3 separate regions of the Danio rerio genome follow, and all the other regions are linked to region 1. The links are chromatin contacts, called in public HiCAR-type and Micro-C maps. All regions are on one chromosome and are shown on one strand. The core of a region is the stretch at or near the end of the contact, and the rest is flanking DNA. Distances in the headings are between cores, read along the strand shown.

Evidence for each region. Hi-C and Micro-C count contacts between places; a contact is called where the count stands out from the background. HiCAR-type assays count read pairs that join an accessible place to other places.
Region 2: a contact with region 1 is called in a HiCAR-type map of caudal fin, with 14 times the contacts expected there. The contact joins two enhancer-like sites. A contact is called at or near these places in 7 of 18 Hi-C or Micro-C datasets (caudal fin, embryo, hematopoietic stem cells and 2 more) and 1 of 4 datasets of contacts at active chromatin or transcription factors (caudal fin).
Region 3: a Micro-C map of caudal fin shows a contact between it and region 1, with 5 times the contacts expected there. The contact joins two enhancer-like sites. A contact is called at or near these places in 5 of 18 Hi-C or Micro-C datasets (caudal fin, embryo, hematopoietic stem cells and 1 more) and 1 of 4 datasets of contacts at active chromatin or transcription factors (caudal fin).

Annotation. Positions count from the first base shown.
Region 1 is chr16:44,046,411-44,049,653 of GRCz12tu, reverse strand. rbms3 (RNA binding motif, single stranded interacting protein) reads left to right here. Exons shown (of 14, transcript NM_001431058.1): 14 at 1-2,594. Among named protein-coding and RNA genes, the nearest start is that of tgfbr2b, 67 kb to the right of the region's middle. Within about 2 kb of position 1,738, at least 15 of the 62 cell types and tissues checked have an H3K27ac peak or open chromatin away from gene starts, as enhancers often do. A contact at or near this core is called in caudal fin, where this site is marked.
Region 2 is chr16:43,910,962-43,913,903 of GRCz12tu, reverse strand. No RefSeq gene overlaps it. Among named protein-coding and RNA genes, the nearest start is that of stt3b, 26 kb to the right of the region's middle. Within about 2 kb of position 1,398, at least 7 of the 62 cell types and tissues checked have an H3K27ac peak or open chromatin away from gene starts, as enhancers often do. A contact at or near this core is called in caudal fin, where this site is marked.
Region 3 is chr16:43,893,815-43,896,833 of GRCz12tu, reverse strand. No RefSeq gene overlaps it. Among named protein-coding and RNA genes, the nearest start is that of stt3b, 9.1 kb to the right of the region's middle. Within about 2 kb of position 1,538, at least 6 of the 62 cell types and tissues checked have an H3K27ac peak or open chromatin away from gene starts, as enhancers often do. A contact at or near this core is called in caudal fin, where this site is marked.

The DNA.
Region 1 (3,243 bases), core at 489-2,988:
TATTGGCACAAAAATTTTACATTTTTATAACAAAGTTTTGTTCTGTTTTCAGCTGGTACCTTAGTTTAGTCTAATCATTGATAAATTATTTTGTTCAAACTATTTTCAATGGTAAAACAACCCAAAAAAACGTGACCCTAGAACCTAAAACCACAAGTCAAAAGTGTAAATTTGGAAATTGAGATATATGCATCAACTGAATAAATAAATAAACTTTCCATTAATGTATACTTGGTTTGATAAGGACAATATATGACAGAGACACAACTATTTGAATATATGTAATCTGTGAGTTTAAAAAATGAATAATAAATACAGAGAGAATTGCCTTTAAATTTTTCTAAAGTGCTTAGCAATGCACGTTACTAATCAAAAATTGACTTTTGATATATTTACTATAAATATTAACTAAATTTTGCAGTAGTGTGTGTGTGAGTGAATGAGTGAGTATGGATGTTTCCCAGTACTGCGTTGCAGCTGGAAGGGCATCCGCTGCGAAAAACGTATGCTAGATAATTTGGCGGTTCATTCCGCTGTGGCGGACCCCTAGTGAATAAAGGAACTAAGTCGAAGGAAAATGAATAAACATTTGAAAGACACAGCTATTTGAATATCTGCAACATGTGAGTTAAAAAATACAGAGAAAATTGCCTTTAAATATGTCTAAAGTGCTTTGCAATGCACATTTCTCATCAAAAATTGAGTTTTGGTATATTTGCAGTAGGAAATTTACTAAATACCTTCAAGGTACACAATCTTTGTTTATATTGCAGTGGTATTTGGAATAAAACAAGCAAAAACATTGGACTTTTGCCAAAAAAATATAGCCCTATAACATAAGATGGTATTGTGGACAAATGTAAGTCACTCAGTATTAACTTTTTTGTTGGACTGAGTATAAAATCAATATCACATTTGCAATCATGCTCACATGCTGGAAATGGCACTCTTGTTTGTGGGATATTATTGAACTATATAATGTCTTATATAAAACAAAAACCCATACAGGGCGTTCATAACTTGAATTATAGGCTCATTCTTCATTCTAATAGTATTAATCAGGCAGTGAACGCTTTTGGACTTTATTAGACTTTGTTTTTTTTTTGTTTTACGCAAAGGGAGTGACATTCTCGATAATGTCAGCTCGCAAATCGTTAAAACAACAATTATTATATTATTGCAGACCATGAATTTCACACACACCCCTAGAAACAACCGACATATCAATATGCTGGTTTATTTCTTCACAATAAGACAGGAAATTAAAAGAATTGAGAATGTAAAAATGCGACAGGATGACTGACAGGATGAAAAATTAAAGTCAGAACATTATTTTCTGGTGGGTGTTCATCTTATTTCACGTTTAGCAGAGAGAAAGTCATACAGGTTTGGAATGACAAAATTGTTCACATTTATTTTGGATGAACTATCCATTTAATACAGCAACAAGGCTGCTGTCCTTTATTTACCTTGAATTACGCGTGATTTGAACGCGGCCAGATCTATTAAGACGTCAGTAAAGAGTTTCCACGCACATGCTGAATTATAGACTGGAATCATGGCCGCTCATAAATAGGTTTTACAGTCGGGGTAATTAGAGTTGTCGAGGTGCTCTGGGAATACATTATTCTGTCATTAAAGAGAGACTTTTGAAAAGATCTTTTGAAAGTCATCATAAACGCTTCAGTCTGTTTTTATTCTCTACGTAATGAGCTCAATTAGCCACTAGGGGACAGTATTAAAGCAAAGTTGGTGTACTTTATCCTCTGTGATGACCATAACAGTGAGCTGAGAAAAGTTCACACTGTGGATTAAAGCGATGCCAAGTTCATGATGACTGCTACAATAAGGACATGAAGCTAGCTTTTCATTTTCAAAACAAAAAGATACAAAATAAGGAAAAAAAAGTCACTGTGTTTTTGTGTTTATCCACTGTCTTTTTGGAGAGTTCTTTTTATCATGTGCTCGCTGCTATCAAGCATTCAGTATTTAAGTGGTCTGGGCCTTGGGGACGGAAAGGAAGTCTCTTCATGAAAGAGTGAATAATTGTGTGGGATGAAGCTGAAGGTTTGAATGGAGTTTTCTCATCCCAGCTGTAATTTAGTAAGCTAAAAACACTTTTTTCCATCCACTCGAAGGCATAGAAACCCTTTGCTCCATTCATTGGCTGTGAGGTCCAAGCCATGCATTATATCTGTGCATCTGATTGGCTGTCGCAGTTGGGGTCATTGAATGGCCGATGTTCATTCGCTGGATGGACTGTTATGAAACAGCGCAACTACGTTCAACCAAATTCAACACAAACAGCAAAACCTCAATTAGACACTAACGTACTGGCAGATGAAATAGAGAAATATTTATGGAAATGTTTTTTTTTTGTACAGGTGTTGTTGAACTATGAACGCGGAACAGTTTTACGATGCTAACGACGATTTTTAATTTCGTTTTGAGTTGCTTCACTTTCTTGCCTCCCATGTGCTCGAGCTGTGATCCTGAGAGTGTCTGTAGACCAGTGGATGTTAGGTTTAAACTTGTTCATTTTTTATTTTTGTTTCTTTTGATGAAGCTTTCAATAAAAAAAATCTACAAAATCACACTGTTTTGACTTGTGCTCCAGCTTTTCTTTGTGAGGTTTCATTTACTGTTCATTTTCCTCACCGTTCAGGGATGACTTTTGTATTCAGTACAGCATTAAATACGATTTTATTAGCTAAAATTGTGCTCGTTCGTCACTTTGAGAGACAAGAAATAGATAACGTCTATAACATGATAATTACGCGTCAATAACGTTACATTTATGTACAGTAATACTGTACATTTGACTGCAGTTTCTTTGGTAAAATGAACAATTCGAAGAAGTAGGACGTCAACAGCTTTTGTTCCTTTTCACAAGATAATTGACGAATCGAGGATTGTTTTCATGCAGTTACTAATAAGTACCATAAAACATCTTGATGTCAATAATTTGTGATGAAATATCAAATCTATCTACAGCAGAGAAAATAAAAATTGAACACGTCATGTTTTTTTTTTCCTGGGAATCATTTCTAAAGGAGCTGCTAACATGGAATTGAACCAGATTGTGGTAAAAACCCAAATAATACAAACATAAAAATAAAACAAACCAAAAATGAGTTATATGTACTGTAATAACGATCAAATGACACAAGGAAAAAGTACTGATCTACTGAAACGTATTTAGTAATTTATATAAAAGGCTTTTGGTGAGGGCAGCTTAAAGAT
Region 2 (2,942 bases), core at 149-2,648, 140 kb after region 1:
TAGAAATGGCTAATATAGCTTTGTTATTGCAAATAGGGCAGCACGGTGGTTAACACTGTTGCCTCACAGCAAGAAGGTCACTGGTTCGAGTCCTGGCTGGGAAGTTTGCATGTTCTCCCCGTGTTCATGTGGGTTTCCTCTTGGTGCTCCGGTTTCCCCCACAGTCCAAGGAAATGTACTATAAGTTATTTGGATGAACTAAATTGGCCGTTGTATATGAGTGCATGTGTGAATGCGAGAGTGTATGGATTTTTCCCAATACTGGGTTGTGGCTGGAAGGACATAAACATATGCTAAAATAGATAGCGGTTTATCCCGCTGTAGTAGCGACCCCTGATAAATAAGGGACTAAAGGCTGCTTTATAATTGTGAGTGATCAGAGTGTAGTCATGCATTTAAACTTCCAAATGCTAGCTAGCAGTAGGTGTTTATGTTCCTCTATGTTGAGTTTCTTCATGGGTGTTTTTTTTTTTTTTGACCACTACCCTAATGTACTAGTAGCTAAAACTCGCTCATTCTGAGGTGGGAACCAGCGGACATTCAGCAACTTTAATCAGAAGGTAAATACTAAACAACTGTTTCCATATAGAGCTACTTCAGAGAACTCAACACTTGCAATGACTCACTCCAACGGTATCGCATGGCTCACTGTCCTGTCCACACGGGTCACAATTACCAACCTGACCAATCGCAGAGCTTGTGCTACGCATAGTTGTGACATTAAGTTATATTTTTTGAGAGGTGCGCATCACCGTCAACCACGACGAAGGCTATGCGACTGCGTGAATGGAGCATACGAGTGTGCTTGATGCAGAAGTATAAAACAGCCTTAAGCCAAAGGAAAATGAATGAATAAATAATAGCAAATGGGAACCAATTAGCTGGATAAATTTAGACATAGTGAACGTTACAGCCTTGTTACTAATCAGCTTTTTCTATTAGGTGTATCGTTGGTTACTAGGTTACCAATACTACAGTGAACTGCTCTAATGGCTTGATTTTTTTTTTTTTTTTTTTTTTTTTTTTTTGCAAACTTTGTAAAGATTTGCTTTATGCCAGGATGAAAACATGCTTCATTAACCCAACATGTTATATGACATGCAGTTTCCCCCCCCAAAAAACAGGTTAAATTTTGTTGCAGTGAATACAAAACACACAGTATCTAATAAAATATGTTTTTTCAACGCTTAAAACAGTACACCCTTTGCAAATCAACTCAAAGCAAACATTGTTCTTTAATAGGAATGTTCATTCATTTTTGACCCTTGTTCCACTATTAGACAGTTTTATTAGCTTTCAGCCTGGGAAATGTGTGATTGACTGGCAGATTACCTGTAAGACAGCCGTTAGTTGCAACAATGTTTTCAGTTAGTCTTAACAAGCATTCTTTTAACCAGTTGTCACGCTAGCTGGTTTTGTGGGAACCAAACTCCTGAAATGAAAATCAGCCTTCAAATGTGCCTGAGTGAACTGACACTTGCATTTCTGTATATGAGCCTCAGGGTTTCTGCTTGGCTGTTGCTAAATCAAGAAACTGTTGTGTGTAGAAACAGTCAGAAACTGTCAAAAAAAAGTCAGTTTGATCATTTAGTATTTGTTTCATTTTTAGTTTGTGTTGTAAGTTTTGGTGGTCTTCATATTAAATATTATATTTTCATGGGACATATAGGGCAGCAATTCTTGTTCGTTTTAAAGTTTTTATTTTATAATTCAACTTTTTTTATTAGTCAGAACCCAAAGAACACACTTTATCCCACACATACATATGATACATGTTACATATTTAGACAACTATCAACACCAAGAAAAAAACAACATATATAATATTTAAACACATGGAAATTAAGGTTGTTGTAGCCTTGTAAGACATACTTATTTTAATGGTCGCCAGAGATTATCCCAATTCCTAGCACTTCTCCTTCAATATTTAATCTCCCCAGTGTACACTCGTATGACGCAATTTCAATCAGTTCATTTTAAAGTTGATTTCTCGTCTCATTTTCATCTTTTAGTTTTACTTATTAGTTTTAGTTTTATTACTTTTTATTTTGATTTATTTATTTTTTATATTTATTTATTTTAAAATATGACTTCTAAAATATGAATAATTTAAAAACACTGCTATAGATAAAGGTAATTATATATACATATCTCTTGAGGAATATTTCTAGTACCTTGTTGAATCTATGCCATGAAGGATTAAGGGAGTTCTGAAGGCAATATGGGGTTCAACCTGGTCCTAGTAAGGTGTACCTAATAAAGTGGCCGGTGAGTGTATATAATTTTTAGAAAACGTTGTACAGTATTGGGTTTTGTTAATATTACAATAGCGACTATAGAATAATTACAGAGTAATACAAGTAGGCTAATTTGAATAACTTAAAAACACAATAAAGTTTACTATAAATGCCTATAGGTTGTTTTTTTTTTCCATGTGGGAGCTCAGCTTTGTTTTGGAGTGAGAGTTTTGAAATTCCTGAGAGGGACCGACAGCGACCATAATGACAGAGAAAACGACGAGTCCCCCAGACGGGACATTTTTATCCCCGGCAGCTGAAACACACCCCTGTTCCTCTCACCGTCTTTTTTTCCCCAGCGTCTATTGTTTCTTTACTATTTTAGCCCCCTAAAACCACTGGAGCGTCTAGGGAAGAAGCAGACTAGGGAATGAACTGGTATCGGAGAGGCTGAAGGGCTATAAATACCGCTCTGTGGCGCTGATCTCAGAATAGGATTTATGGACCCGTTCAGATTCTTGGCATTTGTTGTTGTTGTGGTTCTGGAGAGACCAGAGGAAACCGTACTGCATTCACATTTCTCCTTCGGTGAGGGATGGAGTAAACAGTTTAGTCTCTAGTCTCCATTTTTTTTTAGAGATGGCTGTAAATAGATAAGAGTACTAAAATCTTTAAATATAATATACTAAAAAAGAGATTTACGAG
Region 3 (3,019 bases), core at 289-2,788, 150 kb after region 1:
TAATAAACAATAAATACTATTTTTACAGTATTCGTTCATCTTTATTTGTATATGTTAATTCAAATACAGTCTTTCATTGTTAGTTCTTGTTAACTCACAGTGTAATAAAGTTAACAAGAACATTTTTGGATTTTAATATAGAAGTAAATGTTGAACTACTGTACAAATATTGTTCATTCTTAGTTCATATTATAAAAACATCAACTAACATTAACTAATGTGGTATATGCACACAGACTTTTAATTTCAGTCGGCCAGCCCCAGGGCTTTCGGTTAATTATCATCCTATACAAAATCGCCTTGTTTTAGATGTAATTTCTTAAAATAAAAAAAAACTGTAATTTACACTGCCTGGCTGAGATATGATATAAAGTAAGTCTCAGACCAAACAAGAAGCACTGCATTAAATTAGATTTTTTTCACGCCATGTCTTTAAAATATGGAAAGTAATTTTACCCCAATATTTTCAATGGAATTTCTGCGCTTGCCTGCTACTATTGATGGTGCCTACATTTAAATGTCTTTCATCTATTTTTATAATTTAATAACTAAATGAATGCTTAAGTCTATTTAACTGAATATATTGTGATTACATTGCTACATCAAACGAACCATATAAAATTGAAAATAGTCTCATTGAGCTTTCACCATTGGCTGAAAAACGCTGTGCATATAGCCCATTGAGCCTTAGTAAAAGTGTGACCAAAAAGGGTTAATCTAATGATCATATGGTCCTGAAAAAAATCACCCCTGTATTGATTGCAGTCAATATTAATCAAACTATTATATACTTTAAAAAATTATTAGTTGACCTTACTTAAAATAAGCGAGTAAAATTGTTGCTTTTAAAATGATTAGTAGATCTTACTTGAAAAAGTGAGTAAACCCATTGCTCTAAAGTTTTTAAGTAAATGAACTGTGTGCATAATCATAAAATAAATGGTCAAATCAACTTAAATAGAGAGTAAACCCTTTTTGTGACTTTAACTTGGGACTTCACTAAAGTCAAGTCAACTTGACACTTTTAAGGCAATGAGTTTACTCAATTTTGTAAAGTAAATTATCACTTTTTACAGTAATATCAATATAATAAACAAATGAATAAACCCTTATTTCAGGTCCCTCATTTAAAGTAGGTTTCACCTGTTTGACTGACAACTTTAAGTATAGAGAATGTGGCTTATGTCAACATCAGTGAACTGAATCCTCAGTAACATGAACAAGCAAATGAACTAAAAACCAAATAAGCATTGAATCAAAGTGAACTCTTAATCCAGACGCAGCCATCAGCCGTTTCCACCGCCTAGCTACAGTTGTCTTCAGAGATATAAAGGCCCGCAGCGCTGTGATCGTAACTCCATCATTCAAAACAAATGAACACACACGAGAATATACAAGTCCTTCAGAGTTGCTTTTTCTTCTATTGAACAGACAAACTCTTCAATTCATTATCCTCAGTCGGCTCTCTCCTAACCTCCTCATGCAGAGTTTGTTTGCCCAAACTTTCTGCATTCATTCTCCTTCACTGAGACTAAGAAACCACAGAGGACAATAAAAGAGAAGGAAGCGATTCTTAGAACCGGATGTTAATGTCACAGACTGCAGTGTGTAATTGGCTTGGCATTTAAATAGAAGTTTCAGGTTTCTTGCTGCCATTAAGAAACTGTTGAAATCAAGTTATGGCACCAAGAAACAATGTGTTTAAGAAGAACACACTGAGCATTCAGCAAAACTATTGCTTAATCTGTATTTATGTTTTATTTAATATGAAAATATCCAAAGACTGAGAAAGAAAACTGGTTATTTGAGATTTTGAGAAACTGTGAATAATATTAGTATCTATTAGCATTTATTCTATCTGAATGGCTGCACAACAAATAATTTATATAACAAAATGAGATTAAATTATTCATTCATTCATTTTCTTTTCACCTTAGTCCCTTTATTAATCTGGGGTTGCCACTGCATAAGGAACTGCCAACTTATCCAACACGTTTTACGCAGTGGATGCCCTTCTAGCCACAGCCCAACACTGGGAAATTACCAACACTACAGCCAATTTAGCTCATTCAATTCACTTATTGCACATGTTTTTGGACTTTGGGGGAAACAGCACCCGGAGGAACATGAAAACAGGGAGAACATGCAAACTCCACAGAGAAGTGCCAATTGGCCCAGCTTGGGCTCAAACCAGCAACTTTCTTGCTGTGAGGCGATTGTGCTACCCCCTGCACCACTGTGACACCCAGATTAAATTATTATCATAAATATGAATTTAGATTTTTTATTACATCTTTAATTACAGATTTACAAGTATAACAGACAGTATCAGGTATAAACTTTTAAAGCCAATTATTAAAAATAAAAAAACACAGAATAAACACATCAGTGAATTTATTTATTTTACTGCACAAACCAATAAAATTAATATTAAATATTAAACACATTTTTATGTCAATTCTATGTTCCTTCAGTGTAAATTTTAAACTTTAATATTAAATATACAAATAATATATAATCCAATGGCTTCGAATAAATAAAAAAAAAAACAGTGCTGAGCAAAATTTTTTAGCAAATAATCACATCCATAAACGTTTTTTTTTTTTTTTTGAGAAAAGATGTTTGTGTATTTGAGAAAATTATTATATTTATATATTAAGATATAAATACATATATTTATGCTTAATTGTTTTATGTTCAATTCACTTAAATTTGTAAAAACTTATGTTAACTTAATTCCTTCATGTTGTCCCAACACAATTTTTTTGTTGTCTGATTGTGTAGATCCCAGCATTTTTTTAACGGATGAACTCAATTTAATTAAGGGCAGGATTTTCATCAAATCAATTTGTTTAGCACCAAAAACAAAAAACTAAAAAAAAAAAGATTTACACAATTAAATGCAATTGAGTTGGTCCAACATGATTTATTCAAATAATTATATATGTATGTAATACAAATTATAAATACATTTATTTATTTATGTAAAAATGTTTTGTATAGTTTTGTTTTTAATTCA